Linked DNA regions of Mus musculus: region 1 is linked to region 2. Evidence: chromatin contacts called from public HiChIP or PLAC-seq data. All regions are on one chromosome and are shown on one strand. Each heading gives the region's core, a stretch centred on a gene start, on an enhancer-like site or on the middle of the called end of the contact. The rest is flanking DNA. Distances are from core to core; before and after follow the strand shown.

Region 1 (4,456 bases), core at 203-2,702, 250 kb after region 2:
AAAAGGTCCCACTGCCCTCTGCTGGTTCTGTGAACATGCCTGTCCATCAACGAAGTGTCCAAACCAACAAAGACACATACCCCTCCTCACAATTGAACATAGCATGAAATCACCAAGAAAAAAAGGTGTATTTCATGCTCAGAAAATGTAATATGTTAAGTACTTGGGAATTAGTAGTTTTTGTTTGCTTGTTTGTTTTTCAAGACAGGGTTTCTCCATGCAACAGTACTAACTGTCCTGGAATTCGCTATATAGACCAGACCGGCCTCAAACTCACAGAGATCTTCCTGTCTCTGCCTCCTGAGTGCTGGGATTAAAATCATGTGCCATCCCACTGAATTAATGATTTCTTAATGTATAGCTTAATCGGCTGCTACAGCTATATGTTGACTATCTTGTCACCACAAACCTTCCCTTAAGAATGCCGTAGTTGTCACTAGTGAACAGGCTCTGGCTCTTCCTCTGGCCCTTTTCATTCTGCTTTGCACCATTCTTCTGCCTTTGAATATATAATGTCATTTTGTTACAAAGATTTTTTAAAGTTTTACATATTTATTTAGTTTACAAATAAACAGAGAAATTATTCCAGTGGATATGTGATCAGGAAAAGAACTATGTAGCATGACTGAGCGTAGTGCTTAAGGGGAAAGGCAAGGCTTCTTTACACTGTCATAGTCAGGAAGAACCTCCCTAGCCTCTCTAAGAGACTGACAAAGACAGCTCGGGTTTTTAACTCATCTCTATTAATATCATGTTAAGACTCTAGACCATTTATAGCTGCTGTGGCTTACATTGTGCTACATTTGTAAGAAATGGCTCTACCTTGGGTTATACTCAAGGGAAAAGCAACTTATATTCTGTTTTGGGGGGAGGGAGTAAGGCAGGGTATCTCTACATATCCCTGGCTGTCCTGAAGTTCACTCTGTAGACCAAGCTGACTGAACTCAGAAATCCACCTGCCTCTGCCTCCCAAATGCTGAAATTAAAGGCGTGCACCATTACACCCAGCTCAGAATTATGCTTCATCTTATTTGAATTTTATGCTTTTACAATCTCTTTCAGACACATATAGCATGTTTTCACCCATACAAAATCTAAAACGATCATATATTTATATATGGAAGCCGAGGGGGGCCATTTGGGGAGAGGAAGGGACAGGGAGTAACAAGTAAGTATGATGAGCAAGCTGCAGTGGTATAAAAATAACCCGGGAATAAACATTCTCACTCTGCATAGGACTCTGAGCTGTTACTGAAATAAAGATCTAAAATATGGAGGAGATAATATATAATCCAGTCATTGGATAGCTATAGGCAAAGAATAGAAAAACCCCGTGATTCAGTGTTGTTCCGGCTGACACAGCTAGCTGAACCACACACATTGTGTCCATCACTTCCTATGGAAGACAGCATCTGAAGGGAGCAAATGAGGCATCGTGAAAACCAAACGTGACCTTCCCCTTTTTCTGCCTCATGGCCAGCGTCTATTTATAGCCACCTTAGAGAAGGGCCTGTAGTGATAGCTAGTCACCCCCGAGGCAGTTCACAACACAGAGATTCTTGCAGGCAAAATCACAGTCATGCTGCTTGTAAGTGTGTAAGGCTGAATTTCACGGTATACTGGTGCTTGCTCCAGCTTTAGGGTTGGTATGCCCTAGATCAAGAGGGAAATTGCATCAAGCATAGCATCCTACTGCTAGCTTACCTAGAACACAGCCCTAAAAATGAACTTTTTCTGCATAATTATATATGTAAAACCTTAACAGTAATAATCTTTAGTATTGAACATTTCAGAACATAACTCAGCTTACTAAATTGCTTAAAAAGAAAACTTATCAGAAACTGTACTTCTAATCACACACACACACACAAAAACAGATTAATTCAATTACAGAAGGTTAAATGGACCACATTTTTTTTCTCTTTTCTGTAATGTTAGCCAGTATTTGCTAAGAGGTGGCGAATTATACCCCCTAGCCAGAAATAGTTGTGCGCATGTCTAATCTCAGTACTCATAAGGCTAAGGCAAGAAGATTCTGGGTTAACCTGGGCACGATAGGAAGACCCTGTCCGAAAAATTAATTAAAATTCTCACACCAGTAAGATGGATCAATAAAGATGTTTGCCAGCAAGCCTGAAAACTTAAATTTGATCCTCAGAATCCACATGATAGAAGGAGAGAACCTATTCTGTAGGTTGTCCTCTGGTTTCTGAACACAGGCTATAGCATGCATATGCATGGTGCACGCACACACAAATACGTACATAGACAAAACAAATGTAAAAAATATAAATCAAATAAGAGAAATTTTGTATTATTAGAATTTTTATTTTATTTATTTATTTTTGATTTTTCAAGACAAGGTTTCCCTGTATAGCACTGGCTGTCCTGGAACTCACTCTGTAGACCAGGCTGGCCTTGAACTCAGAAATCCACCTGCCTCTGCCTCCCAAGTGCTGGGATTAAAGGCGTGCGCCACCACTGCCTGGACATATTATTAGAATTTTATGTTTAGATTATATTGGGTTTTAGCATGCATTCCAGTTATAACTGTACACCACCTTGTTCACACCAGAGTAGTACATATTTCTGGTATATTCTATAAGTCATAGAACTATATTAATTCTACAATTAATATTATAACCACTGTTAAAATGCTCATTTGGGTAGGGAAAGTAACTAAAACTTGAAAGAATGTAATACAGAGACTGCAGTTGAACATGAATACAGTGCTGATTACCAAGCCTTTAAATAAATCTTTTATCACCTCTGCAATTAACTGTAGCACCTGTGACCTTCTGAACTGTTGTAATCTGCCATCATTGTACTGATAAATATTACGTGCTCTCGTAGAAACTTGCCCCTGGAGTCAGCCAGTTTGCCTACACCTGTGTACAGGACCACCCCATTTGGACAAATCAGCAGTTTTGGGAGACAACTTTTTACAATGCAGTACAGGAGCAGGTTCGCTCCCTGTATCTCTCAGCAAAGGACGACAATCATATCCCACATCTGAAGCAGAAGGTAAGAGAAGAACTGAACAGTACACGTGTGTGCTTAGGATTGACTTGAAGGAAGCTCAGGCAGATGTTCCGAGGCCAAAGGGATTCTACCCACTTGATTACTGAGTGTTAGGGCGGGCAGCCCATGGTGAGCATCTTTCTTCCTTTGATTCTGGCACTATATTTTTCCATAATGACTCATACTAAAGTTCTTTAGCACTAGAATTGTTAAATGTTAATGAGAAATTCTTGTAAACAATTGGAGAAAGTTGAATAGAAAAAAGACATACCTAAAATAATTCCAGGTATAAGTCTCTAACTGCTTACTTCCTTGAAGAAATGCCAACTTTAGCTCAGATTAGATTGGTTTTACCTACCATGCACAAGGCCCTGAGTTCAGTTCCCAGCATTAGAAGAAAGAAAAAAAAGAAAAGTGAGGTCAGCTGACTATGAAGATAAATGTAAAGTTCAGTAGTCCTGTTCAGAAACGCATCAGCAATAATGTAAGTCCTCCTTTAGGATTATTCTGTATGCTGTATATAATATATATGCAGCATTGCTTTGTATACATGCATTTAAATATCAAGAAAATTAAAATTAAAATACTCTAAATCTTAAATGCCATTGACTAGCTCTCTGTTCTTAGACTAACTAGTCACATTACCCCATTTCCTCATTTGTAAAATATGTAGATGTCATTACTGTAAGATTTTCCAAATACCTAATAAATAAATAAAAAAAAAAGATTTTCCTATCTGATATGTATAAGGCTTATAAAGAGTTCTTGGCAATATTAAGTAGTAAGTATTAAAATCATTCTCATGAAGTGAACTTAAAGCAACCTAAAAGACTCAGTGTTGACTCACTTGAGAGTGAACTGCTGATTTTGGGGAGTTCATCACTGCAGATTCTGTCCATCATCTTCTTCTTGAACTTATTTCTAAAGTGTGGATTATCCTAGGCATCTGAGGAAAGCTACATAGTCATAACTGCATCATCTTAAACATATTCTGGTTTCTTATTAAGGAGAAAAATAAAAATTTTGATAGCAAATAACATTGACACATTTGATCATTATTGCTCAAATTTAATTAATATTCAGAGTTGTTGTTGCTGTTGTTGTTGTTGTTGTTGTTGTTGTTGTTGTAACACTAAATGTACCACTTAAGGTATAACTTGTAACTGATGCAGAGACTGTTGGACTGGGGCCTCACTCAGACTGTTACTGGGCCTTTGCTGAGTTCTAACCAGCTGTGATTGCTGGCATTGATATATCTGCAAAGCATTCATACAGCAAGTGTGTCACAGCTGCTGTATCCCCATCTCTGAGCCCTGGGTTAGATACAATATGTTTTAGAGCTCCATGGCTAGATAAAATACTTATGCATATGTGTGTTGCTATTAACAATTATCTCTTCTCTCTTCTCACAGTTACCTACATATTTCTGTATATT
Region 2 (4,774 bases), core at 1,635-4,134:
GTGCAGGTCGGGGAAGGGGGGAGAAGACGAAGGGAGGGGAGCCCAGTTGGCATCTGCAAACTGCTTTTTCCCCCCCTTTCTTTCCTCTTTCATTAAGACTATGTGCTGACTCCCACGTAGAAGAACTTATTAAACCGCACGTACTACTCTACCGCTCTTTGGGGGAGCACGCATGGTGGCCAGCAGGGGGCGCTACAGCCCCGCTTATGGACGTCAGGGCCCAGTGAAGACTTGGGCTGCTAGCTGAGGGTTTCCCAGAGCTGCTGTGCGAACGTTTTGCGGGTCCCCCACCCCCGGTAGCTTTTAACACCCACAGTTGGAGCATAAACTCTACTTAGAAAGCCTTGGATATCAGTTTAAGTCTCCAAAGAGCGCCTTAGCTCAGGTCCAGTGAGCAACCCTATAAAATTGGGAGTATATTGCGCAACTTAAGGAGCCCAGGCTCGCCTATTAGGGCTCACCCTACCCTACCCGGTCTGGTTGCCATGCAAGGAGGTGAACTCGGGTATCTCAGAGAACTCTTGACTCCCTCCCAGGACACGCGCTTTGTGCATCCACATGGACACCAGAGCTCACAACAGGTAAGCCTTGCTTAGAGAGGTTGCTTTGCACCCACAATGCAGTTCAATCTTCCCAAAACAAGAAGCAGAATCTCAGCACTTCCAGGCCGACCCAAACCCAGACCACCATCCTTCCCCAAATGCATGAACCGAGAATGAATCAGCATTGAGACAGTTTATTGGTTTGCTTTTTCCCAGATCACATATTTTATGTAAATAGATTATAGGAAACACAATGTTTTTTCTTCATCCACAGGCGATAATCAGGCGCTCTCCACCTTACACACACACACACACACACACACACACACACACACACACGGAACCAAACAACCTTACACCTTGCTGAGACATTCACGTCTTAAAATAGGGGAAGGTGACAATATAATCACTTTAAAATGCCCTTAATACAATATATAACGTACAAAAATATCTCTATATATTTGAAGTTACAAAAAAAAAAACCTTGACAGCAACAAACTTAAATACTATAGTTACCTTTGGCTGGACAACAAGCATTGCACGTTCCTCGCTAGGTTTTGGAAAGTTCAAGTAGTAATGAGGCTTATGCCCCGTGAGAAACCAGTTTATGAGCGGGCAAGGCAGTGGCTCAGACCCCTGCCCGGAGAGTATCAGCCTGTAAGTCTCGGTTTCTGGCATGAGCCTGGCTTGGTCTTGGGTTCCTCTGCCTCCCCTAGGGGCAGCCAGGCAGATCTCTGCAGGATTGTCTCAGTCCGCCCCGGTGCGAAGTTCTCTGATTCCGCAGGCGCCAACGGGATACTCGCCCGACTGTTCAATGCTGTCACCCGCACCTATATCCTAAAGAGTCTGGAGATGTGCGCCCAGGGGCCTGGGGCTGTGTGTGTCTGCTCCTGGGAGGACTCCACAGTCCGGGACCGGAGGACCTCCAGCAGGGAACGCCGGCGCCGGCGGCCATAGCCTTGAGGGCTGATCTTGTTTCTGGGAGCCATGCCGTCCTTGTCTTTGTCTGTTAGCTGGTAGATCTGGTGGGCCAATTTCTGAAATGTGCAGGTCCCGAAGCGGCATCCATTGCTGCGGGAACCCTGGTTCATGCTCTGGCGGTAGCGTTTGACACGAATGTGGGCTTCGCTCTGATTGCTGTGAAGAAGGAAGGACACCTCATCAACCGGGGCTTTGGTCCCAACCACCTGGGACCGGAGCCATGCAGTACCCGAGGGACCTGGAACCCGTTCCCTCCGCCGGAGCCTCAGCTGCAGTGCAGCCAGGACAATCCCCAGGGTCAGAGTAGTGGAGAGGGCACATCCTCTGCAGAGAGCATAGTTACCTGGCTTGTAGGGGGCCAGTTGTGTTCTGCTCGTCCAGGAATGGATCAAGAGTCTGGGTAGGAACTGTCGTCTCATCAGCGAGTCCCGTAGGGTAGCTGCTGGATGCTTGTAGTTCCCTCTTCCCACGACTTAGCGCCCACTTATTCCACCTAGAAAACACAAGCAGATGCGTTTGGCCTAAGTTCAAGTGATGTCCCAGCCAGCTCCACTCCCTTTGTAACACCTCCAGACCATCTCTCAGTTTTCTCTCATTGCCAGGTATTCAAAGTGAAGAAAGAAAGCACGGCCCAAACTCACTTCTTTCGGAACTGCGAAGGAGTATCTGGCCCTGCAGTGTCCGCGCCTAGGAAAGCGAGTGAACCCAATAACATCAGGGTGATGGAAACCAGCTTCATTCTGTGGCGATGCTCTGATACCCTGGAAAGGAACAAGACACCGAGTGTGAGCAACCGGGCCAGCAGCACGATCCCGTCAGCACGCGAAGGGTGGCGGCAGGACGGGGAGCCGCTTGGCAGCGCTCTTCCTGGCTCAGCTGCTTATCTCCCCCACTGGCGCAGAGAAACACCGGAGATTTTTGCGCTGGCCGGGTGGGTGACAAGCAAGGCAAAGGAAGCCATTGAGAAGTGCCAGGCTTCCAGAGGTTTCCAACTAAAGTCCCAGGATCTCAGCCCAAGGAGGAGGGGGGATCTCAAGAGAGCTCCAGCTGTGCGCATGAGCTAGACCTGGGCAATGAGGTGTTCTCTACATTGGATACCCTAAAGTGGGTTGTTCCCCCTTGTCCAGCTCTGCAAGTTTTGGGGCTTTGGCAAAGCCGTCCCCCTCCCTAACATGCTGGAGGCCAGCGGTTCCTACCTGATAAAGGGGTGCGTTGTCAAGCACTTGAAGCAGAAAGAAGTCCTTCTGACAGTAGCAAAACCCCAAAGTCCAAGATTGACTGCGATGAGAAGCCGAGAAACCAGGAGCGGGAGCGGTAACGCTGGAGTTGCTCTGTCTAGTGTCACCAAGAAACCACTGACTAGTGAGCACCAGCTCCAGCGTCTTATAAGCGCTCAGGGGCGGACGGTGGGCGTGGTCAGATTTGCCCTGGAGTCCTCCCTCTCCAGCGTGCTTGCTTCTAAAACCAGACCTGCCCTGCAGCTTGCCTGTGGGTATGGGGGGTAGGGGTAAGAGGTCCCCTGTGGCTAGACATCTCAGAGATCCGCTCTGAGAGATTAGACTGGAGCAGGACTTCCCTTGCCCTAATTTCCCAGCATAGAGTTCAAACAGTGAGAAGGGAAGGGGAACCAGAACAACTCGGGTGGGGTGAATCCTTTGCCCATAATGTGTACAACCCAGAGTGCTGATCTGAGCTTCCTGGACAGTGCTGCAAGAACCGGGAGACGGGTGGGACACATGGATAACCAAAACCCCGGACTTGGGGAGCTGTGACCTCAAATGGACCGCGCCCCCTGCCGGCTTAGCACCTGACTGAGCCTCGACCCCCATCTGTGCCCGCAGGGTACACCTGGAAGGGAGAGGCTCAGTCTCCAGTGACTGGGACTGAGGGGTTTCTCGATAGACTAGCCAGTACGGATTTCGTAATAAGGGCAGAACTGGGAACAGCTGAATTGGAAATTGGGGTTTGGAGAGGGTAGTTATCTGAAAATTCAGAACTCACATTCCTATTTGGAAATACAGGAATAGCCAAAATTAGGAAGAGAGATAGTTTTGTTTTCTTCCTTGTGATACTATTATCCCTTATAAGGCTATGACCTGCGAGTTGACCTGACTGCCTTCATTCATCCATCATAAACGTGAGGATTGACTGACTGGGAGCACACTAATGCCTCACATATGTTAATCACTTTACAGTTGACAAATCCCAGCCAGATCCCAATCGCTTTTGATCTCTACACTCCCGAGCTGGTGTTCTCTTGAATTAAAGTGAAGTGCCGAAAGGGTAAGTCTATTGCCCAGTCACACTAAAGGTGGGAAGCTGTAGAGTCTGGACTCAAAAGACTGGGGCACAGCGGCTCGGTTTTCTGGCTGGGGTCACCATTCTCATCAGGTGGGGGGAGAATGCCGGCCCCCGCCTAGCCCAGAGATATGTGCTAATTCACGATGAATCAGTTCGAACACGTTTGCCACGGGCTGGTGCTCTTCACAGATCCGTGAGTTCACTTTCTTCCCTTCTAGGGCCAAACTGGGCGACAGGCGTAGCTCCGCATGCAGGTCTCCCGGAAGGTCCCGAAGCTAAAGACATGACCTACGACAGCTCCTAGCCCCCAGCCCTGGTGATGTGGACACAGACAACTCATGTCCTCTTCCTGGCGACCCCGGCAGATCTCCCAGTGTCCTACCTTATCTGCCTCTAAGTGTTAGACCAAGAGCAAAACCGACTAGGCATTCCTGTCCCGCGGACCTTGCTCACAGCGCAGACTATGCTAAGCACTGCTGGTTCAGCCCGTTTGTCACCCTCCAGACAACCATGGACATTGCACCTGGGGGAGAAATGGCCGCGCCGAGATTACTTATCCTCCTAAAACTGCAAAACGGAGTTCCCCCTTGGGCAGGGGACAGATTCCCAGGTTCTGCTTCTGGTAGGGGCTTGGGACACGGATGTTGAAAGGGCTGCAGCTAGGCGAACTGGCCCGCCTTAGGGCCTTCTGGGCCGTGGGACAGTCACCGCAGCAGCCCTGGCCAGTGGCTAGCCTGTCTGCACCAAGCAGCACATGTAGCACAGAACCCTAGAACTTGACCCTAGAACTTTTTCTCGCTTCTGTCCCGTTCTGTACCCTTCCTTTCATTTCATCCCCGGATTGTCTGTTGATACCGCGCAGCTGTCAGTCTCTTTGAAGATGCAACATACCTGTTGCCAACTTGTGGCCGGGGTCACATCAGGTTTTACTTTCATTTCCCTGGCCCAGT

What was found. HiChIP or PLAC-seq counts read pairs in DNA pulled down with a chosen protein or histone mark.
Region 1: a contact with region 2 is called in an H3K27ac HiChIP or PLAC-seq map of microglia, with 7 times the contacts expected there. The contact joins the enhancer-like site here to the promoter of Adm in region 2. A contact is called at or near these places in 21 of 39 promoter capture datasets (the 3T3-L1 cell line, 3T3-L1-derived adipocytes, the C10 cell line and 14 more), 2 of 15 datasets of contacts at CTCF or cohesin (embryonic stem cells and large pre-B cells), 23 of 484 Hi-C or Micro-C datasets (the HL-1 cell line, adipose-derived mesenchymal stem cells, arterial endothelial cells and 7 more), 20 of 115 datasets of contacts at active chromatin or transcription factors (the NIH/3T3 cell line, Th17 cells, bone marrow-derived macrophages and 10 more) and 5 of 9 other capture datasets (adipose tissue, embryonic stem cells, liver and 2 more).

The regions. Positions count from the first base shown.
Region 1 is chr7:110,376,532-110,380,987 of GRCm38.p6, reverse strand. Sbf2 (SET binding factor 2) reads left to right here. Exons shown (of 41, transcript NM_177324.2): 18 at 2,854-3,024. Among named protein-coding and RNA genes, the nearest start is that of Gm32861, 90 kb to the right of the region's middle. Within about 2 kb of position 1,452, at least 17 of the 459 cell types and tissues checked have an H3K27ac peak or open chromatin away from gene starts, as enhancers often do. A contact at or near this core is called in adipose tissue, bone marrow-derived macrophages and microglia, where this site is marked.
Region 2 is chr7:110,625,767-110,630,540 of GRCm38.p6, reverse strand. Adm (adrenomedullin) reads right to left here and starts at 2,884. Exons shown (of 4, transcript NM_009627.2): 1 at 2,720-2,884; 2 at 2,165-2,284; 3 at 1,867-2,016; 4 at 721-1,679. The coding sequence starts at 2,262. The coding sequence ends at 1,373. It overlaps Gm28863 (a long non-coding RNA gene), which reads left to right. Exons shown (of 3, transcript XR_003946665.1): 1 at 1-581; 2 at 2,126-3,806; 3 at 4,043-4,774.